7 separate regions of the Mus musculus genome follow, and regions 1, 2, 3, 5, 6 and 7 are each linked to region 4. Evidence: chromatin contacts called from public ChIA-PET and promoter capture Hi-C data. All regions are on one chromosome and are shown on one strand. The core of a region is the stretch at or near the end of the contact, and the rest is flanking DNA. Distances in the headings are between cores, read along the strand shown. Region 1 holds the start of Apol8 (apolipoprotein L 8). Region 2 holds the start of Parp10 (poly (ADP-ribose) polymerase family, member 10). Region 3 holds the start of Iqank1 (IQ motif and ankyrin repeat containing 1). Region 4 holds the start of 1110038F14Rik (RIKEN cDNA 1110038F14 gene). Region 5 holds the start of Ccdc166 (coiled-coil domain containing 166). Region 6 holds the start of Scrib (scribbled planar cell polarity). Region 7 holds the start of Mirt2 (myocardial infraction associated transcript 2).

What was found. Promoter capture Hi-C pulls out the DNA fragments that hold promoters and counts their contacts. ChIA-PET counts read pairs in DNA pulled down with a chosen protein or histone mark.
Region 1: a contact with region 4 is called in a promoter capture Hi-C map of embryonic stem cells, with 4 times the contacts expected there. The contact joins the promoter of Apol8 here to the promoter of 1110038F14Rik in region 4. A contact is called at or near these places in 9 of 39 promoter capture datasets (the 3T3-L1 cell line, 3T3-L1-derived adipocytes, cranial neural crest and 4 more) and 1 of 115 datasets of contacts at active chromatin or transcription factors (pancreatic cancer cells).
Region 2: a contact with region 4 is called in a promoter capture Hi-C map of pre-B cells, with 5 times the contacts expected there. The contact joins the promoter of Parp10 here to the promoter of 1110038F14Rik in region 4. A contact is called at or near these places in 5 of 39 promoter capture datasets (the C10 cell line, embryonic stem cells, liver and 1 more) and 1 of 115 datasets of contacts at active chromatin or transcription factors (memory CD8 T cells).
Region 3: a contact with region 4 is called in a promoter capture Hi-C map of liver, with 2.8 times the contacts expected there. The contact joins the promoter of Iqank1 here to the promoter of 1110038F14Rik in region 4. A contact is called at or near these places in 3 of 39 promoter capture datasets (liver and pre-B cells).
Region 5: an RNA polymerase II ChIA-PET map of memory CD8 T cells shows a contact between it and region 4, with 28 read pairs. The contact joins the promoter of Ccdc166 here to the promoter of 1110038F14Rik in region 4. A contact is called at or near these places in 2 of 115 datasets of contacts at active chromatin or transcription factors (memory CD8 T cells and regulatory T cells).
Region 6: an RNA polymerase II ChIA-PET map of memory CD8 T cells shows a contact between it and region 4, with 70 read pairs. The contact joins the promoter of Scrib here to the promoter of 1110038F14Rik in region 4. A contact is called at or near these places in 3 of 39 promoter capture datasets (liver and pre-B cells), 1 of 115 datasets of contacts at active chromatin or transcription factors (memory CD8 T cells) and 1 of 9 other capture datasets (liver).
Region 7: a promoter capture Hi-C map of stem cell-derived epiblast-like cells shows a contact between it and region 4, with 2.1 times the contacts expected there. The contact joins the promoter of Mirt2 here to the promoter of 1110038F14Rik in region 4.

What each region holds. Positions count from the first base shown.
Region 1 is chr15:77,753,895-77,757,779 of GRCm38.p6, forward strand. Apol8 (apolipoprotein L 8) reads right to left here and starts at 1,379. Exons shown (of 4, transcript NM_001081970.2): 1 at 1,294-1,379.
Region 2 is chr15:76,241,102-76,245,063 of GRCm38.p6, forward strand. Parp10 (poly (ADP-ribose) polymerase family, member 10) reads right to left here and starts at 2,339. Exons shown (of 11, transcript NM_001163575.1): 1 at 2,246-2,339; 2 at 1,963-2,141; 3 at 1,631-1,885; 4 at 1,302-1,538; 5 at 557-1,221; 6 at 225-446; 7 at 55-127. The coding sequence starts at 2,134.
Region 3 is chr15:76,008,383-76,011,889 of GRCm38.p6, forward strand. It overlaps Iqank1 (IQ motif and ankyrin repeat containing 1), which reads left to right and starts at 1,487. Exons shown (of 14, transcript NM_001370920.1): 1 at 1,487-1,563; 2 at 2,954-3,042. The coding sequence starts at 2,958. Fam83h (family with sequence similarity 83, member H) reads right to left here and starts at 1,116. Exons shown (of 5, transcript NM_001168253.1): 1 at 992-1,116.
Region 4 is chr15:76,946,384-76,949,804 of GRCm38.p6, forward strand. 1110038F14Rik (RIKEN cDNA 1110038F14 gene) reads left to right here and starts at 1,878. Exons shown (of 5, transcript NM_001347540.1): 1 at 1,878-2,161; 2 at 2,246-2,536; 3 at 2,685-2,769; 4 at 3,161-3,307. The coding sequence starts at 2,156. Gm46534 (a long non-coding RNA gene) reads right to left here and starts at 1,966. Exons shown (of 4, transcript XR_001781744.2): 1 at 1,877-1,966; 2 at 1,629-1,751.
Region 5 is chr15:75,980,785-75,984,168 of GRCm38.p6, forward strand. Ccdc166 (coiled-coil domain containing 166) reads right to left here and starts at 1,501. Exons shown (of 2, transcript NM_146059.2): 1 at 1,017-1,501; 2 at 1-903. The coding sequence starts at 1,445.
Region 6 is chr15:76,068,288-76,071,997 of GRCm38.p6, forward strand. It overlaps Scrib (scribbled planar cell polarity), which reads right to left and starts at 1,497. Exons shown (of 36, transcript NM_001310543.1): 1 at 942-1,497. The coding sequence starts at 1,100. It overlaps Puf60 (poly-U binding splicing factor 60), which reads right to left. Exons shown (of 12, transcript NM_028364.2): 8 at 3,453-3,666; 9 at 3,179-3,369; 10 at 2,895-3,030; 11 at 2,462-2,697; 12 at 1,895-2,340. The coding sequence ends at 2,041.
Region 7 is chr15:76,268,373-76,271,942 of GRCm38.p6, forward strand. It overlaps Mirt2 (myocardial infraction associated transcript 2), which reads right to left and starts at 1,467. Exons shown (of 3, transcript NR_045747.1): 1 at 1,417-1,467; 2 at 1-19. Spatc1 (spermatogenesis and centriole associated 1) reads left to right here. Exons shown (of 5, transcript NM_028852.1): 1 at 1-4.

The sequences.
Region 1 (3,885 bases), core at 129-2,628, 810 kb after region 4:
TTCAGGGTACAAGTTCACCACTGCCCAGGGCTCGCTTTCTCTCTCTCTTTCTCTCTCTCTCTCTCTCTCTCTCTCTCTCTCTCTCTCTCTCTCTCTCTCTCTTTCTCTCTCTCTCTCTCTCCTTGCTTCTGCAGGGTCCTGAATCTAACCAGGGCTTAGAATCCTGCCACTTCCTGCCTTTGTTTCAGTACTTGCTCTGGGCTGCCCATCTGCCATCGCTAACCATGGAACCTCACGTCATAGCCAATCCTTTATGTAGACAGTAGTGCAAAGGACATTCTCCTTTAATAGAACTTTGTCTGCCTTTCAGATTACCTCTTCAAGATCTGTCTAGAGGTCTGGCAAAATGGTACAGTAGGTAAGGGTGCTTGTGGCTAAGGCTGATGGGCAGAGTTCAATCCCAGACCCTCATAATGGAAAGACAGAGCTCACTCCTGCAAGTTGTCCTCTGCCTTACACACACACACACACACACACACACACACACACACATTTGAAAAATAAGTCTAGGCTGCTGTGGTGGCACATGTCTTTATGCCAGCACTCTGGAAGCAGAGGCAAGTGGATCTCTGTAAATTTAAAGCCAGCCTGGTCAACAGATCAAATTCCTGGCCAGCCAGGGCTACACAGTGACACTCTATTTCTAAAAAATAAAAACAAAACAAATAAAAGAAAAAGAAAAAAGAAAAATACAAAAAAAAAAACCTTAAAATAACTAACTTACTTTGTAGGCAGAAAGCTAAAAGTAGTTCTGTCCCACTGGGATGGTGTGTGTGAGGGCACAGTAAGAATTGTTTCTGGTGGTATTTTCCAGGCACACAAAGGCCTGGCAGAAACAGCAAGAGGCCTGCAAATGTCCCCCAGTTCACCAGATGAGATGAAGTGGCCTTTACACGTGTGTCTGTCCCTTTTCTGTCTTCACTGTCATTTTTTATACTGCCCAGCTCTGCATGCACACAAGGTACACTGAGAAAAGTTTGGTCCAGCAACCCATTATAGGGTTAACTACCACAGGGTTAATTTAACCAAGACTTGCCTGGCTCCCCTCACCTCTATGGAGCTCTGTCAAGGCACCTACCACCTGCAAGAGCAACAAAGGGGAGCATGTCTCAATATCTTCTCAGATGGTTCATTAATATTCTTTCCTTTCATAAGCAGATAAAATCTTCTCCATTTTGTTATTGTTGTCATACTTGTGACTACTCACTCCCCACCCCCAGGCAAAGACGTTCATAGGCAAGGAAAAGTCCCCAGTCTCCATTCTTTGGCCCCTCAGGAAAGCCTTGCACTGACCTGGTCCTGTGCTGCAGCTGGGTGCTGATGTGGGCATGGTAGACCTCTTGATGGGGGCTGTGACTCAGTTTACAGAAAGGCTGTTCTGGGAAGGACTGCCCTGCCCTGCCCAGGCCTGCCCTGCCCTGCCCTGCCCTGCCCTGCCCTGCCCTGCCCTGCTCCTGGCTGGCTGTGCAGCCCTGATAGGAGCCCTCTTCTTCCCAGCTGGAACCCGAGCAGAGTTGCGCAAAGCAACCCTCCAACCCCATCCCTTCTGATGGTTTCAGGGCATCCTCAGAGCAGGGAGGGAGGGAGGGAGGGAGGGAGGGAGGGAGGGAGGGAAGACACCTTGCTCCTTCTAAGGGGTCCTTGATGATCTCTCAGGGTCAAGTTGAATCCCCTTTAGTCAGCACTCCAGGCCTCAAGCCCACTGCAGTCTCCCCCCTCCCAACCAGCCCCTGCTTCTATCATACATACACCTTCAAGTCTATCCTGCCTCAGTGACCATGACACCTCCGTGTCTTTGCTGTGGCTGACCCTGTAGTGAGACTTTCCCACTCCACAATGGGACACTCCTGTTCTTTCTGCCCCTTCATCTTCCCACAGTGGCTGTGGCACCTGGCTCCCACTGTAGAGACTCTAACCCCACCCCACAGGTGGGCAGTGGCCTTGGGGGGGTCAACAGCACAGGTGATGTATCCATCGGTTGAAAACACAGGTTCCTGGTGGGCAGAGTGGAGACCCATGCTGGCCCATTTACTCTGAGACTGAAGCACTAAGTGGGACCTTAAAAGGCCACATTGGTGGCACAAACCTAGAATCTCAGCACTCAGGAAGAAGCTTAGATGAAAAGATGATAGGTTTAGAGCCAGACCTGGCTATATGGGGAGACTAGAATTTCTACGGAATTAGCCTGTGCGTTTCTGCACACTCAGAGTCTCTCTCTCTCACACCCAATGGTCTACTCAGTGATCTTAGGATTGCAGAGCTGGTATTGCTCTGGGGATGGTGTTTGGCAATGTGCCCCTCTTAGTCCCCACACCTTGTGTCCTTGCCTATCCAGACACCCAGGACAGCTCCTGCTTTCTGCCTTCATCCCTCACATACTGATAACAGGAGTCAGGGGAGATGTGAGCCTGTGATCCAGCTGACTAGTCTGCCCTTGGCAAATCACCCCACTACTGACTGGGCCCTCAGTTTCCTCGCCCCCCATAGGCCCTGAAACAGAGTGATGCCCAAAAGGACAATTGGATGAGAGCTTTTGGGCTGTCCACATCTTTAGGAGCCAGATTTAGTCCCTGTCAGACAACCAGGGAGGCAGAGCCAAGATTCAAACTAAGATAAACATTCTGACATGTGGCACTCATAATCCCCCTTTTTGCTTCTGGTAATTTTGGGATCATTTTTTTTCTATAATTTCCCTTCCATCAAGTTTTCACACACACACACCCCTTACCTGGTACCAATACCAGGATTGATATTAATATTAACTCAACAGCCAAACAAAAGTACTTCAAGGTGCAGAACCAGGTAAATTCCCCTATGAGCCAGAGAGCAGTAACGGAGACCTTCTAATCAGAGCATGGAATAGACCAGAACATGGTCTCTCCAACAGTCTTGGATGGAACCCCCTGGATAGGACTCACTTGGCAGGTTAGGGCATAGAGATCTTGAACCCTAGAAACTCCTCAGCATCTGAAAATCTGCTACTCAATAGCTCAGCTTGACTGGTGGCATCCGAAGCAAGTGTCCCAGGATGTCCTGCTTGACATCTCAGCCTAATCTTTGGCAACGACGGCCACGGGGATCCTAACGCAAAGGAAACAACCCTGAAACTGGGGAGCAAGTCAGGCAGGGTACAGCACCATCTAGTGGATGGTGGAGGGATCAGCAGCCAAAGCATCGGGCCACCATGATCACTCCCATCCCAGCACTCACTGGTGCAGACAAGCTACGTTTTAAATGCTTGTCTGGATGCTACACTGGCTGTCCCAAGACAGGCACCCTCCTCTCGGAGAATGCAGAAGGGGACAGGGACCTGCCAACTGAGCACTGGGCACGGGGCTTCTAATGTACTTAAATGGTCACCCCAGACTAACCTGTCAGGACTGCAAAACACGGGAGAAAAAAAAAACATCTCCCTCATTGATAGCACTGCATGACAGCCTGGGAGTGAGAAGGGCGACCACTGCTCCCAGCCACCACAGCCTGGCCACCAGCCTCATTCAGAGAACTGTCCTGTCTTTGCTCAGATGGGATGTCATGTCTCCAAATGTGATGTGTCAGCTTCGGGATTTAGAATGAATGTAAAAATGACAGGATCTAAATCACAATTATTGGACTTTTGCAATGACACACAAGTAGCACTGCCCTCGGCTTGATGCACATATAATGGTCAGGAGCATCAGACACACCGGCTGGGTGAACACAGCAGCTCTGGGATTCTGATTTCAGACAGGCAAGTTAGCAACCCAAGAGGCTGGAGTTTGCCTCCAGACTGTCTAGCGCTGAGGATGAGAGGGGTGCTGGAGAGAGGATCCAGGCTCAAGTTCGGCAGACTCTCAAATAGGAGGGAAGAGGGGCTGGGGAGCCACCCCACTAGACAGCTCTGCA
Region 2 (3,962 bases), core at 1,089-3,588, 700 kb before region 4:
GGGGATTGTTAAGAAAAGACCGCAGGACGTACTCGGGCTCCCTAGGAGTCCTACCCAGTCTCAAGCTCTCCTGATCGATGCCTGTAATGTGGCCATGGAGGACTTGGAGGGCCTCAGTGGGATCTGTCTGTGGGAAGAGGATGTCAGGGTCACAGCAGAGGAGGAGACATCTAGGTCTGGCACGTGAAAAAAAAAAAAAGGACAAAGGTAGAACTCCATCTTACCCTTTCAGGGTCTATGTCCAGGGTGGCGCTGGCCAGATGTTCTGTCCCGAAGACACACTGGAACTGAGCCTCCAGTCTGTGAAGAAGGTGCTGCCCCTCCACACCCAGCAGGAACCTGGCACTGCCCGGGTGCTTCATGTTCAGCGTGTGACAGCTAATGCTGCCCAGCAGACTCTGAAGCAACTCTTGGGCTGCCTGGCAGGGGGCCCTGGCTCCACACAGCTGCGGGACCAGAAGGAGGGCAGCTTATGGGTTCAGAGCACAGGAAAGGTACCTGGGTCCCAGTAAGAGAAGAGGCAAAGTTGAGGGGATCCTGAGGGGGGGTCACTCACCCGAAAGCCAGTCACATCCGTTCCTTCAAGTGGGAAAAGGGCAACATCTTCTAGGCTGGCGAGGAGGTCCTCATAATAAAGCTGCAGGTAGCGCACAGCTCCTGGTTCCACTGACATCACCATTTCCACCAGGCCCTCTTGCTTCTGCATCTCCCCATACCCAGGGCTCTCCAGCCCAGTCTCTACAGACTCCATGGCTGTCCCCACTAGACCCATTAGCCCCTCTTGCCCTGTGGCAACTTCCCCCAGGCCCTCCTGCTCCTGAACACCCACTGAGTCTGAGGCCATGGGTCCTACTTGCTCTGGGAGCTCTGTAGAGCTCTCTACTGGATCGACTGGGCTTGTAGACCCCATACTCCCCTGGATCCTAATTGATCCCGAGTCAACTGGCAGGGCTTGTCCTGGAGCTCCTACAGGACCTGCCCTTAGAAGGGTTCCTAATTGTTGTGGTGCCTCCCCAGAGCCCACAGCCATGGTCAGAGCCCCGGCCAGTCCTCCAGTTCCTGTAGGCGCATGACCAATGACTCCAGATTCTTGAGTAGCTGAATGGTCCCTGCCACTGACGCCCTCAGCGAGCGCTTCTGGCTCTAAGACATCATAGTGAGGGACAAGGCTCAACTCAATGCCCTGTAGCCAGTGTTTCTGCTTCAGCACCCGTTCAGCCACTGGAGGGAGAGAGAAGACAGAAAGCACACTGAGTCTCTAGCGTAGAGGAAGGGTCCTCCTAATTTCAGACACCACTTACCCTGCCATTGCTGAAAGGAAATAACAGTGCCTAGCTGCCCAGGCAGGCTGCGCAGACCCTCCAGGGGTCCGCCACCACTGCGACGCTCATTTTCCAGGTAGAGCTCCAACAATAACAGGTCCACAGGAGAAGCACTGTCCACCACACGTACTGCTCGGGTCTGGGGCACCCAGGCCAAGGACACAGTGGCTCCATTCAGGGGCAGATTCCGGGCCTGTTCTGCCAGGGCACTGACCTCTGTGGGCAGTATATGAATCAACTCGGGCACCCTCCTTAACTAGAAGCTATGCCGCCCCCCCCACCAGCCCTGCCTCTCACGTGCCTCTTACCTGCCTCAGAAAGGGGCGTGGATAACTGGACCAGGGCACAGTCCTGCCGAGGACTGGCCAGGGCATGGCAAGTCTGCACGGGGTGTCCTGCAGCACCCAGCAAGGCCTGAACATGTTGCTCCAGACTCAGAGGTGAAGTGCCAGGTGGCAGGTGTTGGAGAAGCACACGTTCTGGGGCACGCGGTGGGGCTGGCCTCAGGCTCAGTCGGACACCATGTAGTCGGTGCTCTGCCTGGGCTAAGACCCTCTTTGCATCTGTGAGCAGAGATGAAAGTGTCAGAGATGGCAACGCTTCAGGGCACCCAGGCAACCTCTTGATTCAACCTCCTCACCTGCAGGATCTTGAAAGATGAGGACACCCCCACAGCCAAGTCTCTGCCAGCTCAATAGAAGTCCTCCACCCGAGCGACGGTGGTTTTCAAAGTACAGAGTAATGAGCTCATCTGGTATTTCTGGGGGCAGTCCCCGGAGCTCCAAGGCTGCCCCTGCCTCCACCTCTGCCATCAGAGTCCTGGGCGGCAACACATGGGAGGAGAAGAGGACCACTCACTTCCCCTGTCCAGTCCTCTCTCCCACGCTCTCAGCTGCTCCCCAGCACCCCATATTTACACTCACCCCTGCTGTCTCAGGCCAGTGTCTCAGGCCAGTCAGTTATGCCTGCTGTCCTTCCCAGGCAGAAGGCCTAAGGTAGGAAAACAAAAGTGAAACTGACTGGGGACAGGAAAGAGGGAGGAGCTAAGCCAGAGGCTGTAAGTAGTTCAGGAACTTCCTCTCCTGCTCTAGCCTTAATCCTCAGTCCACAAGGAACTTCTAAGGACCTTTCTGCCGAACCACCCACTAGCCTCTTAGCTAGTGGGGTAGACCAGATGTCTCCTAGACTTTCTCTTCTTCTTTGGCTTCTCTTTGTGGCTAATCACCCTTCCTATGGGATGCTTGAGATACAGTCACACTGTCAACCCCCCACCCCAAGAATCTCTAGGCTTCTGTGCCCTGGGTCCCAGACATGAGCAGCGCTGATCTTAGAGGCTGGCCCCTGGCTGGGTCCGGCTCTTAGAAACCGTCAAACCCAGAGGATAATCAGCCTTGCTTCTAAATGCTAAGGGTGAGCAGTTCCACCCTTCGCCCCCCAAAATCTCAAACCCAGAGACGAATTTTCTGGTCCCTGGGTCTCATATGATAGAGAACTGATTCCTGCAAGTTGTCTGTCTTCCATGTGTGTGCCACAGCATGGCGGGTGCACGCATAAACAAACAAAGGTGACTGTTTAAAAGCCTAATGCTCAGATCATAACACAGCTTTTCCCTTGTGATTCCCTTCAGCCCACATCTGCCTAGTCCTTCTTTCTATGCTCCTTGCTCATCACCATTGCCCGCGATGTAGCCACTGTGCTGACATGCCTTTCTGCTGTTCATCCTTCCACAGAAGGGGAGCCGGAATCACAGACAGGACCCAGAGGGCCTCGCCTCACACCTAAGCTTTGCCATTATTATTATTATTATTATTATTATTATTATTATTATTGATACCGGGTATCACTCGGTAGCCCAGACTGCCTGAAACTCAGTGTGCAGGCCGGACTGGTTTTGAACTAGAAAGGATTCTTCTGTCATTCTCAGTCCTGAATGGTGGAGATATAGGTGTGGACAAGCATGCCCAGATTGGAGGCTGTGCCTTGAGAAGTCACTTTCCTGTCCGCCCCCATAGCTTGCTTGTTTCTTTCATCTCCAGAGCTGCTGCTCTCTACCCACACCTTCCAGTCAGGCCAGCTCGACCTCTGCTGTTCTTCCAAAGGATCATGGGGTTTTGCCCAGTCTATATGTCTAACCCTGTAGTCCTTGAATCTCCATGACCTCCCCCACAATCGAGAGCCTCCAAGACTTCTTGAAGGACCATGCTACCCTTTTTCCTTCTCTGCCACCCCCACTGTGGCTCCTCCACAGAGGTGACAGGGGACCAGCGGCTGCTACAAATCCCAGGAGCCAATGACAGTGAAAGCTAAAGTCTAATTGTCCCCAGTTCCTATCCCTCTAATCCCTTTTCATACAACACACCTGGGTGTTTATTTGGCTCCAACCTCCCAGGTCTCAGCTCTTGCCTAAACCAGTATCCCTGGACCATCTCTAACTTCAAATGACCTAGCCTTCCCCACAGAGCCACATGGGGCTATCCCTTCTCCGTAATTTCCCTCACCCAGCCCTTAGTGAGATCTTTAACATGGAGCTAAAACCTTAAACGACCTCTGAGTTGTCCAAGCTCCTTCTGAGGCCCTATAGTCAACTTTGTGCTTGTTTTACTTTTATTAAAGGGCCCACTAATTATATGAGAGTCTGCT
Region 3 (3,507 bases), core at 237-2,736, 940 kb before region 4:
GAGAACCCTCAGAGACACATGGGTTGGGAAGTGGCCTTAGTCCTGAGCGGCCACTGTGGTACCTGACCTCACAGAAGTCACACACGACCTTAAATGCCCTTACAATCATTCACTGGTACACATCGCCCCTTGACGATAGACGGGGCGGTGACCACTCCTATCAGCGATGAATCCAACAGCCTGCTCACTGACATCTGCCTATCCAAGTGGGGCCCTGCTTAAGGAAGGAGCCTATCCCACCCAAACCAGTGACTCAGCAGGAATTTTTTGTTCCTGACCTCCTACCTGAAGCTAGCCCCAGGCCCTTCACCACAAGTAGGGCAAGAAAATGACCCTTTCCTCTCCTGTCTGGCAGGAGGTAGTAGTGTTCCTGGGTCTGGAAGGGGGATCCATGGTTGAGGACCTTAGGCTACTACACAAAGAGGATGACAGGATGATTGTGATCAAGAAGGATTGGGGTTGTGGGGGACAAGAAGAACCTAGGAAGACCGGAAGTCGATGAATTATACAGCTTTCAGGTTAGGCACTGCAAGGCCCAAAGGTGTTACTGTACCCCAGGAAGTTAGCGGCTACCCAGGCCAGGTATCTTATCTGCCGATCCAGTCCAGGGATATGAGATCAGGAGTTAGGAGAGTCCAGTTTTCCCTGCCTTCCACACAAGGACCCAGCCCTAGACACCCCGGTTCATGGCGGCTCGGGGAGAGGCTCCGGGAAAGGTACAGGTCATGTCCTGACAATACCTAGGCCGCCAGAGCGAATCGCACTGTTCAGTCTCCTACTTGCCAGCGTGACCCTGGAAAATCCCTCACCCAGTGCCCCGGAGCGCAGTCTCCCTGTCTCCCACCCAGTCCCAAAGCACGCGCTCACTGCACCGCCCGGCCCAGGTCCAGAGACCAGACCCAGGTGGCACCGCGCGGAGGCCCGAGCCTCCCGTCCCGTGTGCCTCGCCCCGCCGTGCTGTGCCCGGCCCGCTCCGGGGCGGGAGCCCTACCTGGCCAGGTGAGCGGGGTTTCGGCACAGGGGCAGCAGGAGCCCACCGCCGCCCAGCGGCCTCGCGGTCCCGTCCGTCCGACAGCCACTCCCCGCCGCGGCCCGCCCGCCCGTTCGGCCTGATTCACGCGCCCGCCCCCGCCCCGCCCGCGCTCTGCCTCCTGCCTGTCCGGGCAGCACCTGGGCGGGGCGGCCCCACCCCGACGCGCCCGCATTCCTGCGCCCTCCGCGCCCCGGACCCCGGCCGCGATCCCGGGTTCCCAGTGTGGCTTCACTGGCGCCCCCAGCCCACACCCCAACCCCGACCCCTGAGCGCTCTGGTGGAGCCCCAGAGCTGCGCTCCGGACCCTGGCCAGCGCCGCTCCGGATTTCTAGAGCCTCGTCTTTCCGGACACTGAAGCCCCTTGAACCTATTTGAAAACCGATCGCTCAAAGCCCCTACTGCCGACCCCTGACCCTCGCCCCGGAAGTTGGGGTAACTCGGAAGTTCCGGCTTAGTCGCTAGGAAACTGGCCAGCTCGACGCGAGGGGCGGAGCTTCTGGCCTCTGTGTTGCGAGAGGCAGGTGAGGCAGGTGAGGTCTCAGACGGGGGGGGGGGGGGGGGGTGTTTGGGTACCCATCTCACTCAAGTGACCGCCCTACCGTTCGCAGACACACCTCTAGTTTCCCCAGTCCACTCCCCGCAGGCTCATCTTCGCGCATGAGACCGACAGCATAGGAACTCCACGGACCTCCCCACTCATTTGCCCAACCATAAAGGTTCCTGCGCACTCACCCGTACCCATGGGACCCCTCAGGCACAAGGGAATCTGGAGTGATCCGCCAGCAGAAGCCCCTCTGCCACACAGAATCCCGCAAACCAATCGTACCCCCCAAGTCCCCATCTCACATGAGGATCACTCTCTAAACTGCTCCAACAGTGTCGGTCCTGGCACCCACTGATCCTTTCCTGTGCAAACCAACTGAAGACACAAAGGTCCCGTCTTAATACATGCACATTAAAAGAGGCTGCACCCAAGATGCTGCAAGTACTGGATCCTCTACAGACAGGGAACCTCATGGTTGTATCGACCCCAACACATCACCCGTACACCTAAGGACTTAGTTCCTCCTAGAGCCCTAATCTACCCAGCCCTCCCTCCAACCCACTCCTCTACGCATGCCGTGCCCTGAACTCAGTCACATGTCCAAGCCAGCTTCCTACCTACCACTTCTCCTGTCCTAGATTCTCAGTGTCTGCCACCTGCCTGAACATTGTCCGTAAGACAGCTTACTTTCAGTCACTTTCTGGTCCTACTTTTAGGATAACATTTCATTAACTCCATCCCCAAATGCACTCTGGAGCCCTGCGGCCCCAGCCTAGTGGGTACATAAGTGTATGGAGTCAGCGATTGCACTACCCGCTTTCCTATTCATTGGCCCTGTGAGGGGTTCTAGGGCACTGGAAGACCCTACTAAAACAGGAGCGGAAAGTTCTTCCAAGAGGAGTGAATGGGGGGCCTGCCTTGTATACTAGGGAGAAGGGCATTGCTTCCAGAACCAGACAGCAGAGATTCCCAAGGCCAAGAAGGAAGAGGGTTTGCGGGTGGGGAGGGGCTGTGTTCAGCAGACCCACGTTGGCAGTAGTTGAAAGCAAGTCCGCAGAGCTCAGGCTGTTGAGCTTCTAGCCCAGCGATTTAGAGGATGGTGTTAGAACACAGAAGGACAGGCAGATCCAGAATTGTAGAGGACGGGGGTACCAGCATAAAGGGACACATCCTCTTGCTAGGTATCCTTCCTCGAGCTACTGGGCACATCCTTAGACCACCAGGGGCGGGCAGGTGGACCAAGAAGCTGGCTGGGGGACATGCTGGAGGTCTATGCTCCTGCTGCATGTTCATCCAGGGCCGGGGCAGTATTCCCACTGCCTTGTTCGCTGCCCTCCTGAATGTACCATCCCTGGACTTTTCCTTCCCACCCCCAGGAGAATGAGCACTAAGAAGGGGGGGCCCAAAGCTGCATCAGGGAAGGGGCAGGCGCTCCTCCCTGGGTCCAAGCTTCGAGCTACTGCTGGTGAGTGCCCCCTCTGACCTCCAGGGCACTACCCCAACACTGACCACGAGACCACTAGGCACACAGAAACCCTTTCTCTCCAAGTGGTTTCCAAGAGATCTTTCAGTTGGGCGTGGAATGATAGATTTGTGACTCAAAGCTCAGATGTCCACTGCACCCCGAACTTCTAGAGCTGGAGAAGGGGTGTGGGTACAGTGCTCAGGAGGGTACAGTGTTAGGGTAAGGAGGAGATTGGAGGGGCAGATAGCTTAAAAAAAATATCGAAGCAGGTCGTTGGTGACGCACACTGCCACCAGCACTCAGGAGGCAGAGGCAGGCGGATCTCTGAGTCTGAGGCCAGCCTGGTCTACAGAGTGAGTTCCAGGACAGCCAGGGTTACACAGAGAAACCCTGTCTGGAAACGACAACAACAGCAACAAAGCAATATTGAGAAAAAGCAGGCCTTGATTCTGAGTTGGGAATCTT
Region 4 (3,421 bases), core at 628-3,127:
ACTTAGCTCTCTGCCAGTACAGAGTTAATAACTGGAAATACAGAGACACCCCTTAATACAACAGGGGTCTAACTGGCATGCAGCTTGTTATAGGTATTTCAGGTGTGTGATTTTGCATATTTTGACATGGACTTACTCTTGTGAAAGTGTCCCTGTGTTAGTAACTTTTCTGTTGCTGTTTTGGAGATGCCAGTACCATGAGATGACCACCAAGAGCAGCAGCAGCAGTGGAGTACAGGCATCTGGAGCCTAGAGGATGACGCGTGTGCTACAAAGGGCATGGCTGGAGAAGTGACCCAAGCCCTTGGAGGAGCCCAGAAGATTGTAAGTTGGATCCCAGACATTGGACGGTTGGAGATTGACTTTTGCTTTTGATTGTGGCTGTGCCCTGATATTTTCCCTCTCGAAGGAAGAAACTGTTTTAGTGGAGCCCACAGTTAAGAGACTTTTAATTGTAAAAAGACTTTGGATTTTAAAAGAGATGGCTATTTTAAAGAAATTGAAATTTTAAGAATATGTAAAGACTGTGGGACTTTTAAAGTTATCCGTTGTTAAGAGCTCTGTCGGATGTTGTGTAGGAGCTTGGAAGACAACGTTGAGAACACTGCAGAAGATGGAGGTCTGGTTTGTGAAATTTCAGAGGGAAAATTAAAGACTCTTTTCAGGGCCATTGCTGTTTTGATTGTGAAGATTCTGTAGTTCTGGTTAGCTGGGGCTGAAGAATCAGCTGTGATTAACAAGATACCAGAACTACTAAAGCAAAAACTTTGCATTACTGGGACTATTGATGCTGGTTAGCTGGAGCTAAGAAATTAGCGGTGATTAAGAAGAGACCAGCATCATTGAGGTGACATCTTCTGGGAAGTGTTTTCTGAGAGCACAGTGGCTGTGTTCCAGATATAGCCAAAGTTGTACATTGTGCTGTGGCTGGACTTGGTAATGTGTAAGGGTCACCCAGGTGGTACTGGTTTTGAAGGCATGAAGGAGTTGAGCAGAGCACTTACTATCACTCCTAGTGACCCTCTAGGAAAATTTTTGCTTCCTGTCCCCATAACTCTAGGTTCTGCTGGCCTAGAAGTTTTGGCTCCAGAGAAGGGAGTGCTCCTACCAGGAGCTACAACAAACATTCCATTGAACTGGAAGCTCAGACTTCCCCCTGGTCATTTTGGGCTTCTAATGCCCTTAAACCAACAGGCTAAAAAAGGAATAACAGTGTTAGGAGGGGTGATAGATCCAGATTACCATGGGGAAATTGGATTACCTCTTCACAATGGTGGTAAGCAAGATTATGTCTGGAGTGTAGGAGATCCCTTAGGGCGTCTCTTAGTACTACCATGTCCTGTGATTATTAGGACACAGTATATATGTCGCCATTCCAAAAGTGTGGAATAGAGGCATAGCGAAGAAATACTGAAACAAAGCAGGATTAGAAGCCTGTAGGAAAAATACCAAATCCTGTAGCTCCATGACTGGTATCTGTAGTCCTAGGGCTAGACCGCTATGATAGCTATTGCTATTCTTGGTTGTCATTTTGACAACCCACACCTGTAATTATCCTAAACCTCAAGGGGTAAGGAGTTCCTGTAAGGAAATTTTCTTGATTTTTCGTTTGAGGTGGGAAGATGCACCTTAAATCTGGGCCAGGTCTTCGGGTGGCAGCCTAATGGTCGTGGAAGAAGGAAGTGCATGCTTGCCCCGACTCTCGTTGGAAAGTTCACTCCATTGCCATTAGAGCCTAGTTCTTCAGGATTCTGAAGTATACCGGGGACAAGCTGAGCCATCTGTCAACGCCTGCGCCCCGCCCCGCCCCGCCCCGCCCCGCCCCGCCCCGCATAATCCACCTTGCCCCATCTCTGGGCGTTCCCCCCGACCCCACCGGTTCCATTCTCTCCAGGAATCAATTGTCTTGTTTCTTGGCGGCACACTCTGCTGGGTTCTCCGAGGCCTTTAAGTTCATCCCCGTGCACTCTGTCTCCTAAAATTACAAGCACAGCCTGAGGCGCTCCATCCACCCAAGTGCTTTCTGTCCGGCGCTGAGCGCTTGCTCTGGCTCCGCTGCGCTTTCTGCGGAACCTTGTGTCGTAGACGTGTTTCCAGAGGAGTGAGTTCGCTGTGGTAGTTAGGATTTACCAGCTTCCGGCGGCCGCTCCGACTAATGGCGGTGAGCTGTGGGAGAAGGCGTGTTTGTGGCGAGGCCCTAGGTGGGGAGACCCTGTGAATTTCGTCCTGTCTCACGATTTTTCAGGAGCCAGGGCGTCCTGCTCGGGAGGCACCAGCAGCCTCAAGTCGGAAAACTCATCGCGCTCCGCGCAGACCCCGGCCCTCTCGCTCAGCTTCCGGTGCCTCGGAACCTCCTCTCCGCAGTTCAGTGCAACCTGCATGCGACTCCGCCGCCGGAACCCATCCCGTAGGCAACACAGTAGCGATGAAGCAAAAGAAAAAGAAAACCCCCAACAGGGTCTCTGGGACAAATGGAAGCGAAAAGCCCTCGGAGAAACCTGCCCCGGACGAAGCTCCTCCTAGCGCTGAGGCCCAGGCAAGGATGGTACTCCCTGCGAGCTTTCTGGGCGCTAATCCGCCTGCCTCTGTGGGCGAGCTGTGCGGAATTAAGGCGCTGAAGGTATGGGAGTGGGGTCTGCGGGACCCTGTTACCCATCACAACCATGTCCTCCTTTCTGTCCCAGGCGGAACAGCTGGCGCGGGAGCTGGCCTGGTGTGTGGAACAGCTGGAGCTGGGTCTCAAGACGCAGAGACCTACCCCGAAGCAGAGTGAGGGACCCTTCTCTACAGTTAGGGAAATGTAAACGGTGACAGTTCTGTGGTCTGATGGTATTGCCAAGGGGTGGGGTTGTTGCTTTTGGTTGGTTTGCTTTGTTTAGGTGTACTGAAACTTAGTTGTGTAGACCAGGCTGGCCTGGAATTCAGAGATCCGCCTGCCTCTGCCTCCCCAGTGCTGGGATTAAAGGCGTGCGTCACCCCAGCTGGATGGGAATTGTTTGTAGTAGGATGATATGAGTGTGTTTGAAGTCACTAGCTCTTTTTCTTTTTCTTTTTCTTTCTTCTTTCTTCTTTCTTCTTTCTCTCTTTCTCTTTCTCTTTCTCTTTCTCTTTCTCTTTCTCTTTCTCTTTCTCTTTCTCTTTCTCTTTCTTTCATCTGCAGAAGAGCAGGCTGTTGGGGCAATCCGAACGCTGCGCAGTGAAAAAACCCCCTTGCCCCGGAAGAGACAGCTGATGCGCTCCTTGTTTGGGGACTACAGGGCTCAGATGGATGCAGAGTGGCGGGAGGCCCTACGGGCTCTAAAGGCTGGTGAGGAACTAGAAAGCGATTGGTTCAGTACATTAACGTCAAGGGGGTAGGGAGAGGCTCAGCTCAGCAGGGTTGGTGTGGGAAGAGATGGGCTCGGGGGCGGGGGGGATGTAA
Region 5 (3,384 bases), core at 251-2,750, 970 kb before region 4:
AGTTTCTGTGTCGTCTTCAGCGTTTTCTGCCTCCTCCAACTGTGGGCTGAGAGGGGCCTGATCTTCCAACAGGGCTGTGGGAAGCTTGGAACTGGACTTTGCAGGTGTGTCAATTTCTGGAGAGACCTCACGCAAGGAGGGCTGTGGAGAGATCCGAGAGCCCTCGCGCGACCGCAAGGTACCAGAGGTCATGGATGGAACCCTGGAGCCCTTGCGTGACGGGGTCGCGGATGAGACACGCGAGTCCTTGCGTGATGGAGTCAGAGATGAGACTCGAGATCCTGGATGTGATGGACTCCGGAGAGCAATCACTGACCCAGCCTTCTGAGATAGGCCCGGAAGAGACTCACTGGACAATATAGATGGAGTCTTGGAGGGTCGGTGTGACAGATCCATGGATTGGCCCCGGGAGGTTGGAACTGACTGGGGCGTAGCCTGGGCTTTTAAAACGTGACTGGTTGACCCGATGCGCAAGCTGGGTTGGAGGCTTTGGGGTGGCTGCCAGAGCGGTGGCCCCCCGGGGCCCCTTTGCAACCAGCCGTGCATTTGCTCCAGGTTCTTCAAGTCCACATGCTCCCGGCGCAGCTGCTCCCGCTGCTCTAGCAGCTGCTGTCGCATGTCCTGCAGTAACTGGGTCCTCTGGAGAAGTCTCATGAGTTCTTGTCGGAGATACCCGTTGTCCGCCTTGAGGGCCTGTGCGTGGGAAATGAGGGAACGTGCGGCCTCCCGCTCGGAGCGGCGCGTCAGGGACTGCACTTGCAGCCGCGCCTCCCGCTCGAAAGCCGTCTTCTCATCTAGGAAGCGTCGCTTCACCCCGTGGAGGAGCTGCGTGTGCTCCACGCGCATGTGCAGCAGCTCGCGCTCCAGGGTCCGGATTCGCGCCAGCTGCTCCAGCTGCAGCTCCTACATGGGGTGGGGTGAGGGTTGGGGAGCAGGGGGCGCCGATCAGCGCACCGGTAGGGAGCGCGCCCATCCCTCTGGAGCCCGCCCGGTCCTCGGGGGGCGCGCGCACTGGCCTTGTAGGGCTGGAGCTCCTGCACCCGCTGCGTCATGTTTTCCGCGCGCTTCTTCATTTCCTGCAGCTGAGCGCGCACCCCGTCCTCACGGCCGTGGTAGAAGGACGCTAGCTCCGCTCGCTGCCACCGGATCTGCGCCAGATCCATGCGGTTCTGGTCTTCGACGCGCACGACGGCGTTGGCGCAGCGCAGAGCGTGCGCGCTCACGTAACCGACATAAAGCCGGTTCTCTTCGCGCAGGCGCTGCGCCTCTCTGTTCAGGAACTCGTTGTCCTGCAGCACCTCGTCGATCCGCTGCTCACAGGCCACCAGGCTTTCTGAGAGCAACGCGTACTCGCGCTGTAGGTACTGCGCGCGCTCCGAGAGCGGTTGCTCTGTAGTTTCCTGCTTGCGCCCCGCGTTTTGTCCGCGCTTCTTCTTGGGCGCCATGGCTTGAGGCCCAAGCCAACTGGACTCATGAGAGCGCTGTGCTCCACCCGCTCCCCCAGCTCAGTTACTCTCCCTTCTTAACCCGAAAATTCTGGAGAACTGCACCCTAGGTTCAAGGGTGTGTCTTCTGATTATGAGGTTCAGAGCAGGCAGGATTAAGGATCAGAGAGCACCGTGGCCAATCTGTATATAAGCGTTCCCTCCAGACCACAGCTTTCGCATCCTGGTGCGTAGCTCTAGGAATGTTGATGTCCAGCTTGAACAACCTCTATGGAGACAGAACTTGGTTGCAGTGCCTCGACCTCATCCCATTCTGTTGCTCTGGCAACGGCTTGACTCAATCATTCATTCCCTAAGGTTTCTTATATCCTTGCATGATTCTTCAGTTACAGTGTCGCAGGTCAGGCAGAACTTCAGCTTCAAGACACTGAACTAACTTCCAAGTGCCCAGCCTCCACTCACCCGGGTCTTAGTGCTCTTGCTTTCACTCCACTAGCTGCGCTTCAGGCCCCACAGCATAAGGGGACTCTCACCGACGCTCCCTCCTCTATCCAGCTTTGAGCGAGCTCTCCCCCTTTCCTTGTGAAGTCTTCATGCTCTCAGGATGAAGCCTCCCCACAACATTTGTTTATTTGTGGAGACAGAGTTTCCCTGTGTAACAAAGCTCAGGTTGTCCTGGACTCGCTTTGTAGACCAGACTGGCTTCAAACTCGCAGACATCAGCCTGCCTTTGCCTCCGGAGTGCTGGGATTAAAGGCATTCACCACCACGCTCAGCTCCACACAGCATTTCTAAGGGGACGCTTGGCATCTAAAGCCTTGATGGAATGCTACTACCTTTCAGATAAAATGCACGATGAACAACGGTCTTCATTTCATAATCCAAGCGCTGGAGACTCGGTAGCCAAACCAAAGGGAAACTTTATTTTACAGCCTTGCTAAGTCTGCGCAACCTATTGAAAGGGCAAAAGTAGCTAGTCTGCAAGTTTGGCTCAAAACAGTGATATATATATATATATATACACACACACACACCTATATATCCCCCCCCCCCTCCGAATTCCTCATTGGCTAGGTTCTTCAGGGAGGTAAAATTTTCCCTACTTCTCTGATTGGCATAGAAACTTTCCCATCCTTCTGGGGTTCAAAATCTCCCCCCCTTTCCATTTACATGGGCTCAGTCCCTTAGTAGATCTGTGATAAATTTAAAAGGGCCCACGTAGGAAGGTGCCAGATGCAAGCTAGAGAAGCCAGGGACCTAGTGCTTCCTGCTTGTCTGTGGGCCATTAATGAGTGCTAAGTGCCCCTCAGGTTAAAAATGGACTCTTTTGCCCACTTTTTATTTTTATTTTTTGGCCAGTGCACTTTTCCACGAGGCCCATCCATTCTACCTTCTTAGCTTTCTTTGCCCGTAAGCCAGACATCTAGAGGATACAAGGGGTCCATCGGGGATTTAATGTCTCCCTTTTTGCTATGAGCTCTATACGGACAGTGTCTTTACAGGATTCAATCTTGATCAGAAAACATCAGCAGTGTGCCGGTTTGCTAGTGGATACCGGAGGTGACAACCATTCAGTGGGGGGTGCGGGCTCAGCAGAGTGGCAGCAAATAAACCACGGGCTTGTGTTGACTCTGTACAGGGACGTCACCATCACCCTGCCAAGCAAAAGGGCAGCAGCCAAGATCACCTAGAAGTACTCTCGAACACAACGCCCAAAGTGTTTGTAGTGTTTGACCAATCACAGATCTAGGAGGCAAAAGAGACCTTTGACATGATCAGCGAGGCTGGGCAGTGGTGGTACATGCTTTTAATCCTGGCACTCAGGAGGCAGAGGCAGGAGGATGTTTGAGTTTGAGGCCTGCCTGGTCTACAGAGTTGAGTTCCAGGACACCTAAGGCTATGTGCAGAGATCCCTACCTCAGAGAGGAGGAGAGAAAAA
Region 6 (3,710 bases), core at 247-2,746, 880 kb before region 4:
ACAATGAACAGCAAGAGCTTAACAAAGAGAGAACAACAATAAAAACACCAGAGAGCACTGGGGTGGGTTGTGGGTGGTGCACATCTTTAGTACCCACAGAGGCAGGTGGATCTCTGAGTTCTAGGACAGCCAGAATGAATTCCAGGATAACCAGGGTTACGAAGGGGAAACCCTGTCTCAAGAAACAGAACAAAAAAAAAAAAGCAATAACAACAACAGGCACCAGAGAGAAACACAAGTGCAAAATGTCCAAGATTCACACACGGATACCATAAAGGTCTATGAAGAACACCCGCAACGCCACCAGCCGGCAAGAATATCAGACCACTGAGTCCCCTATCTCAGAAAAGTAAGTCCTACATAACCTGCCTCCTTTGGCCTTCCTTCTAGTGTGGCCTCAGAACAACAACAACAAAAAAAACCCCAAACAAACCCGACAGGAAGGAACACAGACAGTGAAAGGTGGGCTCTCCGCTGAGCGATGACAGAATAGATCTGACACTGCAAGTATCTTAGGAGAGTCCCACTCAGCACTGCAAACCTCTCCTCCCAAAACGAAGGCAGAACACAGTGCAAGAAAACCAACTTCCTACCCTTAAAGTAGCCCAACTAGCTTTAACAGTTGCTAACCCGGGTCGGTCTCGCACCCTGGACCCATCCTCCTCCTGTGCTCTCATGGGCTTCTCTGTTGGCTCCCCTTTTAGGTTCAGTATCTACTTAGTCCCCAGACAGGTTGCCACCAGGTGCCAACACCGGCGGCTGGAGGAGGGTGGGGCTGGCTGGGGCGGGGCTCTGACCAGTAGGAACCTGCAGGGCCGGCTGGAGGTTGCGGTGCCCAGCTCGGGCAGCGCCTGCTGAGATCTCGCTCCAGCCGGCTGCCCCAGAAGTCATACACCACCCCGAGAACTGAGCGCGGGGCAGCAGGTGCGGCGGCCGCTCACCTTAGGTAGCTCGCGCAGCTGGTTGGCGTCGAGGAGCAGCTCCTCGAGGCTACGACTGTAGCGGTAAATCTCCTCTGGCACAACCTGCAGCGAGCAGTGCCGCTTATCCACCGACTCCACGTGCCGGTTACAACGCCAGAGCGGGATGCACTTCAGCATGATGCGGGCGGGCAGTGAGCGCGGGCTCGGGAGGCGCTCGGCGGGCTCGGGCCGGGGGGCGGGGCTCGGCCCGCATGAGCGCCGAGCGCGGGCGGAGCGGCGCGCGCGGGGGTGGGGCGGGCAGCCGGGTCCCGGACTGTGGCCGGGGTCGGCGCTCGGCTCGGCCCGCGTTCAATACGAGCTGTAGGCTCCGACGGCGGCACACAGCTGGCAGCACGGCCTGACCCGGCAGCGCTTTCTTAGGCGCTGGGGGCGCGGCGGCGGCTCCGCATCCCGCCCGGCCTGCTCACCTAGCAGCTCATCCGCCCGCAGCACCGCAGCCGGAACCGCCGCCGCTGCCCGCGACAACCGCCCAGCCGCGCAGCCCGCCGGGAAGCCTAGGCCCGCCCTCTCTGCTCAAAACTACAGCTCCCAAAGGGCCACGCGGCGTGGCGTCTCCGACGACCCGTAGCGGTCTCGCGCGGGGCATGTCGGGATTTCCGGCCTCGCTCTGGCGTAACCCATACTAGCAGGTGTAACAACTCAGATGCCCGCCCGCCCACAAAATGCTCTCTTGGTCCTGGATCCTACAGATCTCAGGGCCAGACAGCTCTCAGAGCTATCCACGTGAGCAAGGCTGCAAGCCAGCACTCCCCACAAAGGAAGATAAAGCAAGGCCTGTCCACCCCGGTCCCTCCTGTTCACCCCTGCACAGCAGGCTGAACGCCCTCCTTGTCCCTGGTGCCTTGGAACCCTGATAAGACATTCCACACACAACCAGCTTGGGTCACAGGACCAATTTCAGACACAGGGACTTCAGGGCCAGTGGTATCTGCATCTTTATGTACACTACAGGGTGGGTTGGGCAGAGTGCCTGGTCCCAGGGACACACCACGGTTAACACTTTACAAAACCCAAAGGAAGGAAGGGGCAAGTGCAAGTCCAGGAAATGAGGCCAAAGTCACGCGGAGAGGTCGCTGTTATCAAAACGCTCCTGGTCATACACTTCAGCCACCACCTTGCGACCACCAAACCAGCGCCCATTGAGGGCCTGGATGGCCTTGTGAGTCTCTGAGGCCATGGAGAATTCCACAAAAATCTTGACGATGATTTCTGCATCTTCCTCTTCGCCCTGTTTTTCTTGATAGATAATGACCCGGTTCACAGCACCAAATTTGCCACACTCCTCTGTCACCTCTCCCTCCAGGTCGTCATCGATGTCCTTGGGGTCCACCATGTTTCGGAGAACCATCACTGTAGACTGTAGGAAAGACAATTGACTGCTGTGACTGTGGGAAAGACACCTGAATGCTGCGACCTATCACCCACTACTTCACATTCATACCGCCGAGAGCGGGCCTGGCACGAGCCCACCTACTTACCTCCTGTTTTCTGAGTAGCTTTTGCATGACCATGTGGCGAGCACTGCTGCCCGAGATGCTCATGTGCTCCTGCTCACTCAACATCTCTGGCCGTTCTGACTCAGGAAACAGCTCCTCCTCTTCCTTCTCCTTCTTGGGCTCCAACAGACCCAACGTTGGCGGGCTGGCGAGAATGGGGTTCACTACTCCCACAGAGGGGATGGTGACCGGAATAGGAGGGCGGGCTGGTGTCACACCTGCAGCAAAACCAACCGAGTTTAATAGCCACACATACACTCTCCTGTTTGGGAAAGAGTAAAGAGATGGTTGGCGATAGCCAGCCTGTCCTGGATTCAAGGGATTACACCGAAGTAAGTATGGGTTGGGAAGCTGAAGACAGACCCTAGAGGAGAGGGGAAAGGAATGGAAGAGAACCTGATCAACTCAGACTCACCTGTGATGACTCCAGGGGCCTGGGCAGCCATGACAGCCTGGGGTAGGGCCCCTAAGGGCTGGGCCAGTGTCAGTGCTGGGGACACTAGTCCTGGTGTGGCTAAAGTACCCAGCACTGCTGCTCCAGCCACTGCTTCCTGCAACCAAAAGACAAGCAGAGTCAGTTTCTAGTCTGTTCTCACAGTCAGTTCTTTGTTCCCACCCAAACCATCTAAGAGCCAGTTCCCAAAGGCTGAGTGGGTCTGTCCACCCACTGTCCACACTCATCACTGCACCAGCTCTCACCTGAGCTGTAATCTTGGCCGTGGCTGCAGCTGCGGCCACAGCAGCAGCAGGCGGGAGACCTCCAGGCGTGGCAGGTGTTAGCAGGGGCATGGGGGGTGTGACGGCCTTGCCCACCCTCAAGTACTGGCCACCCAGATCAAAGAGGTTCATGGAGGACACAGCATCCTGGGACGACTGGGCCTTCTCATATTCTGCAGGGCAGGATGAGCAGTGAGAAAAGCCAGCCCCAGTAAGAGGCGGGCTCCCTCTTCTCCTTGGCCCTTCCCAAACTCACCGATAAAACCATAGCCCTTGTGCTTGCCAGTTGTGGGGTCCCGGGCCAGCGTACAAGACTTGATCTTGCCAAAGGCTTCAAATACACTCTTGATGTCATCATCAGACAGGTCTTGATGTACAGAGGCCACATATATTCGGTTGAAAGCCCTAGCTTCCTCAGCCAGCTGATCTATGATGGGTTGGGCTTGTCCAATGTTGCTGGGTCTTCCCACCTGAAGAAGGTCAAGAAGAAACATCAGCCTAGGCCTGTGGTGAC
Region 7 (3,570 bases), core at 217-2,716, 680 kb before region 4:
CAGGGTAACTATAAGAGGCCTGGGTATAAGGACAGCGGGGAGGGAAGGATGGAGGAGCTGCACAGAGGAAGGAAGAGCCAGGATGCTGGGGTCTGAAGAAATTGTGGAGAAAGGGCTTAGATAGTAACAAACAAACAGAGGACATTGGCCTCAACAGACAGAGGCAGGATGAGAACATAGGACCATTGGATGAAAGGCCAACCTAGGCCCCATAATATCTCCCCATAGGAGCTTCCTACCTACATTCCCTTCAACCTAACTTCCAAGCAGCATCAGCATCTAAAACCTGCCCAGCTCTGGAATCCAAATCTTCTCCCCGCCAAGTCCAATAGGCTACCAACCCCCACCCCACCCACCTACTCCCAGTCTCCACATCCCTGTCTTCCCTTGTCTTCCGCCTTTTCCAGTTCCCACCATCAGCACAGGCTCATTCTCTCCATTTTGTGACAGCCAGAAGGAAGCTGAGGGGGAGAAGCCAGGATCTAAAGTTGAGATGTAGGGTTTGTTAGCGTGTGATAGAAGCCCTGGGGCTAGAGCTATCCAGAGCAGGATGAGAGAAGAGAATCCAGCGGGGTTGCAAGCGTTCACGGGAATGCAGTTGAACTGTTGACCCTCACTGAGCCCAGGGATAGGGATGGGGTTAGAGGGAGGTGGCATTCAGACACCAAGGGATGACAGAGGCTACAAGGCTGAGTATAGCAATAGGAAGGGAGTGCTGAAAAGGCAGGAAGCTGGGTGCAAAGAGTGGTCCAGGGGGAGAGCTTCTGAGAGTAGCAAGCTCCCAGGGCGTGACTGTAGATGCTACAGCTGATACAGATTCTACGTGTACCCAGAAGAGGAAACACTAGTAGTAGTAATAATATCCATGTCCCTCCCTATACAAGCCTTCCTGTCCTAGAGGCTGTGTTCTTTCCTGTCCATGATTTTCCGTGAGTGCTTACTGCCTATCCACCCCTACAGCGACCCGCCCTCAGTCACAGACCATCTTACCCTCCCGGCCTGCCCTTCTCCCTCTGTTCCCGAGGAGCCATGACATCTCTCTTATCTAAGAGGAGGACTTTGCTCTGCCTGTTTAGACCTTCTACAATCTGGCAGTGGACCCCCCAACAAAGCTGTTCTGGAAAGGTTATGAATACCATCCTAAGTGCCTTCTCCACCTCTGCGCGGCATTTGGGAATAATAACCCTCCCTGAGTCTCTCTCTTCCTGAGCTCCCAAAGCCAAGTTGGTTATTTACATCCTGACTCACAGCAATCACTGCAACTCCTGGGCTCAGGCTTCAGGCTTCAAGCCCTGCCCCTCCACCCTCGGGCAATCCACCTACTGCAGCCCTCAGAGTGAGTGCGAGAGAGCACTCTGAGTGAAAATAGCTTCTAAGGATCCTGAAGACCTAATTAATCCCTGGAAATAGTCTCACCAGGGGTTGGGGATGGAGCGCAGTTGGTAGGGTTGCTTGCTTAGCACGAATGGAGCCCTGGGTTTGATCTCTAACCGTAAAACTGGGCGCAATTGCACAAGCCAGAAGCAAGACGATCAGATATGCAAAGTCATTCTCACTACACAGTGATGTGAAGACCGGCCTGATTACACAAGACACTGTCTCAAAAAGAAAAGAAAAGACAGCAGTTAATCCCTAACTAGACTAACTTCTGGTTGAGAACTTGAACCCTTGTACTAAGAGGTTGAAGTCCTTCCGGGCAGTATCCATTCCTCGCCTGCTCCTCTCTGGCTGGATTTCCTACCAGTACGCCTGGCTGTAGCGGGCATGCTACACAGCCCTAGCAATGCTCATAAGCACCGGTGCAACTCCATTTTTAAATGTCGTGTCATTAATAACTGCGATAACAGGCAGGATGAAAACAAGAACCAACAAAAAAAGTGGGGTGGTGGTGACACATGCCTTTAATCCCAACAGAAGATCTCTGAGTTCAAGGCCACCTTGGTCTACGGAGGAGCTCTGGGACAGCCAGGGCTACACAAAGAAACCTTGTCATCCCCACTCCTCCCCTCAAAAAAACAAAACAAAACAACAACAACAAAAAAAACACCACCACCACCACCACACACCACCACCACCAACAACCACCAGTCAGGGTGACAAAAATAATATGCATTGAAGAGGTATAACATTTAAGAAGTTCGATAGGCTAACAAGCTAGATATCAGCTTCCTACTTCAGGCCTTAGATTTTACTCCTTTTTAATTCATCATGTAAGTATGTATTTGTGTATGAATTTGTATTGAGGGCATGTGCATGCCATGATACATGTGTCAGTCAGATACATGTGCTGGGCCTTGTCTTCATCTTGTTAGAGTCAGGGTTGCTCTTGTTTCTGCCACTGCACTGTATACTCTAGGCTACCCAGTCTGTGGCTTATGGGGGATGCCCTAGGTTCTGCTTTTGATAGACACATGCCACCACGTCTGGCTTTTACATAGGTTTCCATGACTCAAATCAGGTCTCCATGCTTGCATTAAGTGTTTCTGTGCGTTGAGCCATCTCCCTCGCCCTTGTGATTTTGAAACAGGATCTTACTATATAGCCTAGCCTGGTCTTGAAATCAATATGTAGCCCAAGTTGGCCTCTAAGTGGGTATCTCTCTATGTCAGCCTCCAGAGTACAGACTGCATGCAACCATATCTGGCTTTTAGGTTTATTTTTTAAATTCTTGGGCCTGGAGAAATGGTTCAGTAGTTAAGAGCCTTGTGCTCTTGCAGAGGACCTGGGTTTGATTTCCAGCACCCACATGGCAGCTTACAACCATCTGTAACTCCAATCCCTGACACTATTTTCTGGAATCCTTAGGTACCAGGCACATGTCATGCATAGACATACTTGCAGACAAAATACTCATACACATAAAATAAATAAGAAAAGCAGGGTGATGGTAGTGACGCCTTTAATCCCAGCACTTGGGAGGCAGAGGCAGGTGGAGTTCTGAGTTCGAGGCCAGCCTGGTCTACAAAGTGAGTTCCAGGACAGCCAGAGCTAAAGAAAGAAAGAAAGAGAGAGAAAGAAAGAGAGAGAGAAGAAAGAAAGCAAGCCTTGGACTATTTCAGATCTTTATAGAGGAGTTCAGACAGCTGGCAATGAAGGCAGAAAGCAACATTCTAAGGAGAAAGTGTGGTATAGACAAAGATCTGACCCTAGTGTTGCGGGAGCCAGAACTAGACAAAAGCATAAGAGTACATGTGGGCACCCAAGTGTCCGAAATGATGAGAGGATGTGGGTACATAGTGTTGGTGTATGCAACTAAAGTACATGATGTGCATGTGAGCACATATGTGTGTGAATATGTGTGGAGAACATACACATAAGTTTGTGAGAACACAGCATGTACTCTTGGAGGAGGGTATGCTGTAAATATGTATGTGAGTTAATATTCCCATATGGCTGTTAAGAAAATGTTCGAGCTGCTGTGTTAACGCATGAATGCACATGGTGTAGGGGCTTGTATTTATATCTGATAGTGTAGGTTGTTCCTGTATGTATAGTACTGTTCTCGAATGTTCGTGATAGAGGTCAGTGAGAGGTGAACCATCAGCTGGAGAGGTCAGCAGGGGTCAGGTC